Linked DNA regions of Sus scrofa: region 1 is linked to region 2. The links are chromatin contacts, called in public HiChIP or PLAC-seq maps. All regions are on one chromosome and are shown on one strand. The core of a region is the stretch at or near the end of the contact, and the rest is flanking DNA. Distances in the headings are between cores, read along the strand shown.

What was found. HiChIP or PLAC-seq counts read pairs in DNA pulled down with a chosen protein or histone mark.
Region 1: a contact with region 2 is called in an H3K27ac HiChIP or PLAC-seq map of skeletal muscle. The contact joins two enhancer-like sites. A contact is called at or near these places in 1 of 47 Hi-C or Micro-C datasets (embryonic fibroblasts) and 1 of 2 datasets of contacts at active chromatin or transcription factors (skeletal muscle).

Annotation. Positions count from the first base shown.
Region 1 is chr3:98,384,825-98,388,365 of Sscrofa11.1, forward strand. No RefSeq gene overlaps it. Among named protein-coding and RNA genes, the nearest start is that of C3H2orf91, 25 kb to the left of the region's middle. Within about 2 kb of position 1,862, at least 43 of the 83 cell types and tissues checked have an H3K27ac peak or open chromatin away from gene starts, as enhancers often do. A contact at or near this core is called in embryonic fibroblasts and skeletal muscle, where this site is marked.
Region 2 is chr3:98,188,087-98,191,455 of Sscrofa11.1, forward strand. No RefSeq gene overlaps it. Among named protein-coding and RNA genes, the nearest start is that of EML4, 34 kb to the left of the region's middle. Within about 2 kb of position 1,320, at least 75 of the 83 cell types and tissues checked have an H3K27ac peak or open chromatin away from gene starts, as enhancers often do. A contact at or near this core is called in embryonic fibroblasts and skeletal muscle, where this site is marked.

The sequences.
Region 1 (3,541 bases), core at 612-3,111, 200 kb after region 2:
TCAGAATCTCTGCGGTGGGACCCAGGCTGAGGTAGCTGTCAAGGCTCTGCAGGGGATTCCAGGGTGCATCCAGGGCTGAGGCCCACGGATCTCTTGCTGATCAAAGTGTGGCCTGAGGACCAGCAGCATGGGTGTCACCTGAGACTTGTAGGACATGCAACATCTCAGGCCCCACTTCAGACCTACTGAGTCAGCATCTGCATTGTAGTGAGGTCCCTGGAAATCTGAAGTCTATTAAAGCGTGAGGAGCTGTGGTTCTCACACTTGGCGGCACCCTAAAATCTCCTAGGGAGTTTTGTAAAGTCCCAATGCCCAAGGTGCACCTTGTGCCAATTCAATCAGAATTTGAGGGTGGGATGCAAGCCTCAGTTTTTTTTACAGGTTCTCAGGTGATTCTGAGGTACATGGGTTAGCAATCCTGGCTGCATATTAGAATCACCTGGGGAGCTCTTAAATATCCAGATGCTTGAGCCCTACTCTAGACATTCTCATTTAATTGGTCTGGGATAAGCTGCAAAAAGCTTCCTAGGTGATTTTGATATGCAGCCAGTGAGCGCCTCTGTTCCAGAATGGTGGTGCAGCTTCAGTGAAAGGACAGCCTTGCTACAAGTCAATGGATCCCAGAACAGTTGATGGAAAAGATTGACCCAGACTGTGTCTGGACTTACCTGGTCTCAGGCTTTACTTGAGATTGGCTCTCCTTATGTGTGACAACTACTATGTTTTTTAAATGAATTCAAATATTTGTATACTCCTTTACTCTTCTAATAAATTCGCTTTTGAAAAATTCTACCTCAATGCAGCTGAATTAAGGGGCAAGAGCACTGGTCTACACCTGGGCCCCAGGAGCTGGAAGCAGTTGAAGGATCAGGTATGAGATGGAAGCAAGAGTGGTCAAAATGTGGACTAGAGTGACCGGGGCAGAGATGAGGAATAAGGAAGGACCCCGGGGAAGAGAAAAAGGAAGCTGATTGGGATTTCTTGTCCCTCTACCCTTGGTACTCTTTCATCATTTCTCACGTGGCTGTGGAATTGGGTAGTTCTCCAGTAGGGTTGCTGGACTGAGCAAATAAAAACACAGGGCACCCAGGTAAATCCGAATTTCAAGAACTCAATGAATTTTTTTTTTTAATACAAGTACGTCTCATGCAATATCTATCTGCCTGCCTATCTATCTATCTGTCTCATGGCTTGTGGAGTTCCAGGGCCAGGGATCGGAGCCAAGCTGCACTTGTGCCTTGGGTGGGGGATCGAACCTGCATCCCAGAGCTCCAGAGATGCCACCAATCCTCTTGTGCTGCAGCGGGAACTCCTCATGCATATATAGGAACACCTATACTAGAAAATTATTTATTAATCTGAAATTCAGTTTTAACTGAGGAGCCTATATTTTATCTGACAACCCCACTCTTTAGACAACCTTAAATTCTCAGTGCTGGAAAATCTGCTCTGTGAGTAAGTTTTTCTCTAGGCTTTGAGTGGTCTCTTGCCATCTGAAGTGAGGTCCATGTGTACTTGTTTGAACCCCGTCCTAGGAAGTCCATCACCCTGGGTCTCACAGGGCTTGCTCAAGGCCCCCAGACCAGTCTGGCAGGTGTGTGTGGGGGATGTTACTGTGCTTATGGATAATATCCTTGAACTTCACTTTTCTGGACTTACCTACAACCTTTTGTATTGACTTGGTTCCTGGGAATTCCTCTGGGGACCCTCTTCACCCACTGTCACTTGCCCAATTTAGGCTGCCTATGCCGGAGAGAAAGGGAGCTGAAAGCCTTTGATGGGCTGGAGGCGACAGTGCTGAGTGGAGGGTGACTCAGACAAGTGTAGGGAAGAGGAGGGGCAGGGGGTAAAAATAAAAGCATGTTTCACAATCACAGCCAGAGTGCGTCCCTGAAGCTGCTGTTCAATGTCTGAGCCCAGCGTGTCTGGCTTTCAGCAGAGGCTGCTTTACTGCAATGTGTTCAGAGTCAAAAGTGCAGTTTCCTGTTCCATTCAGCTCTGAGCAGCTTGTCCCCTGCTGGCTTTAGAGTACGTGGGGGCCTTCGGGAGGGGAAGGGAAGGGCAGAGAGAGGGAAGGGAAGGAGTCAGTTGCCAGTAAGAGACACTCATATGAAAGATGTGCAGGGTGAGAGAGATGGTGGCGGGGGTGGGGGGGGAGGGCGAGGGAAGTTGGTGGAGGGGAGAGGGAGAGAGGGATGGAAGGCGAGAACTGGTTGGTTAGCAGGGGATGTTCAGCAAAGTGCAGGATAATCAGGAAGGGTACCCTTGGTTCACCCCTCCAGCCCGTCCCTTTAAAGACCTAAGCTGGCGTTGGTCTCCCCTCTGAAGCACCATCTCTCAACCCATCAGGCTCAAGATAAGCCCAGGAGGCTGGAGAACAGGCTGAGCCAAGTTCTGAGGCCATGCCTCATTTTCTCTGCTGCTCCAGAGGGTGAGGGCCCCACTGGTGAGGCTGGGGCGCTGGTCAGACCCTGCAGGCATCGTACCCTAGGAGACGTGCTTACTTAGAGTATCTGCTCTTGGAAGCCCTCCCGACACCACTGTCTTCCCAGAATAATAAATCACCCCAGTTTATGTGAAGGTCACGGACTTGGCTTTGTGTTTCTGCTGGGATTCAAGTCTGGGGAAATCCAGGCTCCTCTTCTCTGTTTCCTGATCTCTCTTGCCTCCTTCCTGATGAGTTGCCATGTGGGAAGCCAGGCTTTCCAGCACCATCTTTTCCCTAGACGTTGTGTGGGGAAGACTCTCCAGAGAAACCTCAGTAGCTGGTGGCAAATTAAAATAGTAAATGGGCATTTTTCCCCCTCCACGGCCACTTTGTTGAGCACAGGAACAGCCAGAGGCTCTGGGGAAGAGTGGGACAGAAGCCAGGGAAGGGAGAGGGGGTCAAAGGAGGGAGCAGCCTCAGAACAGGGCAGGCCTCCTCAGCTTACACTTGCGGGGACCCCTATTCACCCTGTGGTGGTCCTAGCTTAGATTCTGCTGAGGGCTGGGCTTCAGGGGTAAGTTTCCAGGTGAGCTGTGTTGATAGGTAGGTGGAGCTGGGCCTGGGCTGTGCTGACTGTGATTTGGCTTATAAGACCTGGGCTGGTGCCTGGCTACTGGCTCCAAGCCTGTTCTCCAGGACTAGACTGTACTTTCCTTGGAGACTGAGAGGCCTGGCCACTGGGAGAAGAGTTGGCTTCCTCCTGTGGGTCGGCAGCTCACTCTGGAATCTAATTCAGACACGGGGCCTGCCAGTGACGTCATGTGTGTGGTGGCCTGTGGGACAGTGTGTCAAGTCCTGAAGCCGTGGAAGTTGGGCCTGGATGACCTCGGGGCTGGGGTCACATTCTTACCCCAGCTCTAGGGGAAGAACAGCCCCCACGGGATTCCTCCAGGGCTGGCACACGTCCCCCATTCAGGGGATGGGCTTGTGTGGGCCTAGCTGGCCAGATCCTGGCTAGCTCTCAATTGTCCGCCTTGACCAGACCCTGGCTTGGCCTCAGAAGTCCTGAACCTCTACCTGGCAGAGACATCTGTGTGAGAGCCATGGGCCCAG
Region 2 (3,369 bases), core at 70-2,569:
AAAAGACAAAATCAAACAAACAAACAAACAAAAAACCAAATTAACTAGTGTTCCTTATTTTACCTGGCAGCCCTATGCACAGCCCATCACCACCACATACAAACCTGCTTCCCAGACATTCCCTCTGGGTTGGTCACTGTCCTGTATGCTGGACCATCCCTTATGGCCTCCCTGCAAGACCCATCTATTCTGTATTTCAGTGCCTCATGTTCATTCTCTGCGCTAAGTCTCAGTGGGATGGTAAATACTTTAAGCAGATGGACAAATTCTTCTTAATAGGTAGGCTAGTTACCCTATCTAGATAACATTGTACCTTAACCTGCTAGAGTATATGCCGGCTTCCAGAAGGCTCTCACTGAATGGTGGTGGGGGAGACAGGGAGACTGGAAGCATCCCTAAGGCTAACAGCTTATGCCATGAGAGCCTACATGTCAGTGAGTCCCAACTTCGCCTGTACAAGGGGAGCTTAAAACATTCTTGATGTCTGGTCCTACCCTCAACGACTCTAAGTGAATTCTTCTGGGGTAGAGCCTGGCACTGGGGATATTTTAAGCCCCACACCCAGCCCAGGATCTCCCTAACTCTCAGCCAAGGTGGCTAATCACTCTCTACTTCCTGAGAAAAGAGAGAGAAAGGAGAGAGCAAGATAAAAATGAGAGGAGAAGAGAGAGAGAATGAAATTTTGTTTCAGGGGCTCTGCTTGGCATTGGTCATTGAGGGGATTTGGAATAAGCAAGAGGCAAACACATTCCACTCAAGTAGGGGAAAAAAGTTCAAGAAAGTAATATACTTCGTTCCATTTTGAGCAAAACAGATGTGAGACAGTACTTCTGAAGAGCCCAAAGAATGTTTCATTTTGTGCCAGACACTGTCCTTAAAGATGCCCCAGCTTACAAAAAAAAAAAAAAAGAAAAAAAAAGAAAAGAAAAAAGAAATAAGGAAAAAAAAAAACCGCCCTAGAGAGAGCCAATTTCTTTATTCCTCGGTGAGTCTAACCCAGGCCAGGATCAGGTTCAGAACTCAGGCTGCTCACACACATGGCCTTGCTGGTGTTGGCTGAGGAGTAAGCTTTTGATGTCACCGTGGGCACCTCCGCGAAAGAGGCTCCCCTCTTGCTCAGTGTGGGCTGTGAGCCCAGAGTGTCAGTCCCCGTGCCATTAGCACACGCCGGCCTCGACTCTGACAAGTAGGTCAGCAAAGACACGGCTCCAGCCTCCACGGAGAGGCGCTTGCCGCCGGCAGGAAGCTGCTTCTGCAGAATTAAAAACCATCAGAGTTGATCAAAGGAAGTGCAGGGTAGGCTGGCGGGCGGGCCAGATCCTAATCTCCGCTTGCCGGCCTCACACGTCACTGCACATGAGTCACCCCGCTGAGCTCAGCGGACATGCTGTTTGGATTAGGCTTTTACAGGCGACGTTTGCCAAGCTGCCTCTGCCGGCTCCGCTGCACAGAGCCGCTGAGAGGCGAGGAAGGACGGTGGGGATGGGGGAGAGATGTGGTTGCCCAGGCGCCAGGGAGGAGGGGGCCGTTGGCTCCCCAGGTACACAGGACAGGGACACTAGGGGGTGGCCGGAAGTCCTGCTGTCCCCAGCCTGTCTTCTCAGCTCAGCTCCACAAACCCCAACAGGAGCAACAGCACCCGCACCAGGCCTACACATCCTTCCTCTCTTGCCAGCTCTCCAATTAAGACATACTATTACAGGACTCACAGCTTGCCTTCACTCAACCATTTGCCTCTCAACGAGCAGGAATTCCTTTGCTCAAAAGCAGGCAACACTTCACCACTCAGGCATCTTGCTCCAAAGTCCAGCAGAAAAAAAAAAAGAGGAAAGTCAGAAAATAAAAATTCCTAAATTAAGAGCCAACCCATAAAAGCAGGGCTTCCCCTAGTGCCTGGCTGGTGTGACATCACCACGAGTTACTCAATGAAAATGGTGTCAGAGTAGCAGCTTGATTACATGTGGAAAATTTCTCCAAGAAACAGAACTCTGAGGAAAACGAATAGAGAGAGAAAAGACCTTGCACTTGGGTCCTTGGGGGGGGGGGGGGCTGCGTCCAGGGTGCTGATTCCCCGGGCAAAGAGCAAAGTGGGATTCTCTTCCAAACAGCAGCTCGCAGGGTCGTGGTTCTCAGGAGCGGCGGTAGAGGTAACCCAGCGGTTTGTTTTGCTTCCTTCTGTGGAAGCAATGGTAGGAACAAGATCAAAACCCTTTGTCTCTGATTCTGCCAAGTTTTGCTTCTGTGCATGGTAACTGGGAAGAAGCAGCCCCCATTATTTTGTAAGCCAAGGATTCTTGGCTGGTAGACTCTGTTGGGATTCTCTCTAGAGTATTTTAGACTCTCATTCATTAAAGGCATCTAAATGGAGGTGGCAGCCCTCAACACTTTCAAAATCAATGTTGCCAGCAGTCCCTATACCACTTTTGACTGGAAACCACAAATTTCCAAACTTACCGTTGCTCAGTTGGCTGAACTTTTAAAATTATTTCTTGTCTCTGGCTGAAACCTGAAAGGTTTCTTCTCACCTCTCTATAATTCTCAGGGTGGTCAAATTTGCTCATGAAATCTGTCTTTTCTTCCTTTCCTCTTTTATTATTTTCACTTAAAAACAGAAATAGAGATGGAAGTTACTATCCTGGATAGGCTGCCAGTCGCCAAAGCATAGCCTAGCAGTTGTTAGGTGAAATTGTTTAGCCTCAAATTCCTTATCTAGAAAATGCAGGTAAAAATCACCCTATCCTCACTGATGAAGCCCGAGCGAACTAACGCAAGAAAGACATTTAGTAAAGTTCCTGGTACCCAGTGAACACATAATCAATGCATTATTGTTTCTATTATGGTAATTACTCTGCAACCAGCATTATATAGCTAATAGTGGCAAGCTTCCTCAGGTTTTACTGCTAACATTTCTTCCTTCTGAAATTCCTCTGTGCCCAGAGAGCTAACATTTGCTTTAATTAAAAGTATTTGCTTGGAGTTCCCGCTGTGGTACAATGGGTTAAGGATCCAACATTGCTGCAGCTATGGCATACATAGGTTGAAGCTGTGGCTTAGATTCAGTCCCTGGCCCTGGGAACTCCACATGCTGTGGGTGCAGCTAAAAAAGAAAAGAAAAGTATGTGCCTGAATGGTGCCTGTGCATTCTTTGTTAGGAAAAGACTATAGGAGGGGAGCAGAAGAGGATCATTTATAAATGATGAAAAGGAGATATTTTCCCTTGGGGGGGAATCCTTTCTATAACTAGAGGAAGAAAAGTCCCATAACTCTTGAGCACGTGGGACTCTTAAGAGTTGGGATGGGGGACAGGGGGCACATATATTTGTCCTAGTGGAGTCTGTTAGTGGAGGAAGCCCTGGTTCAATGGATCAA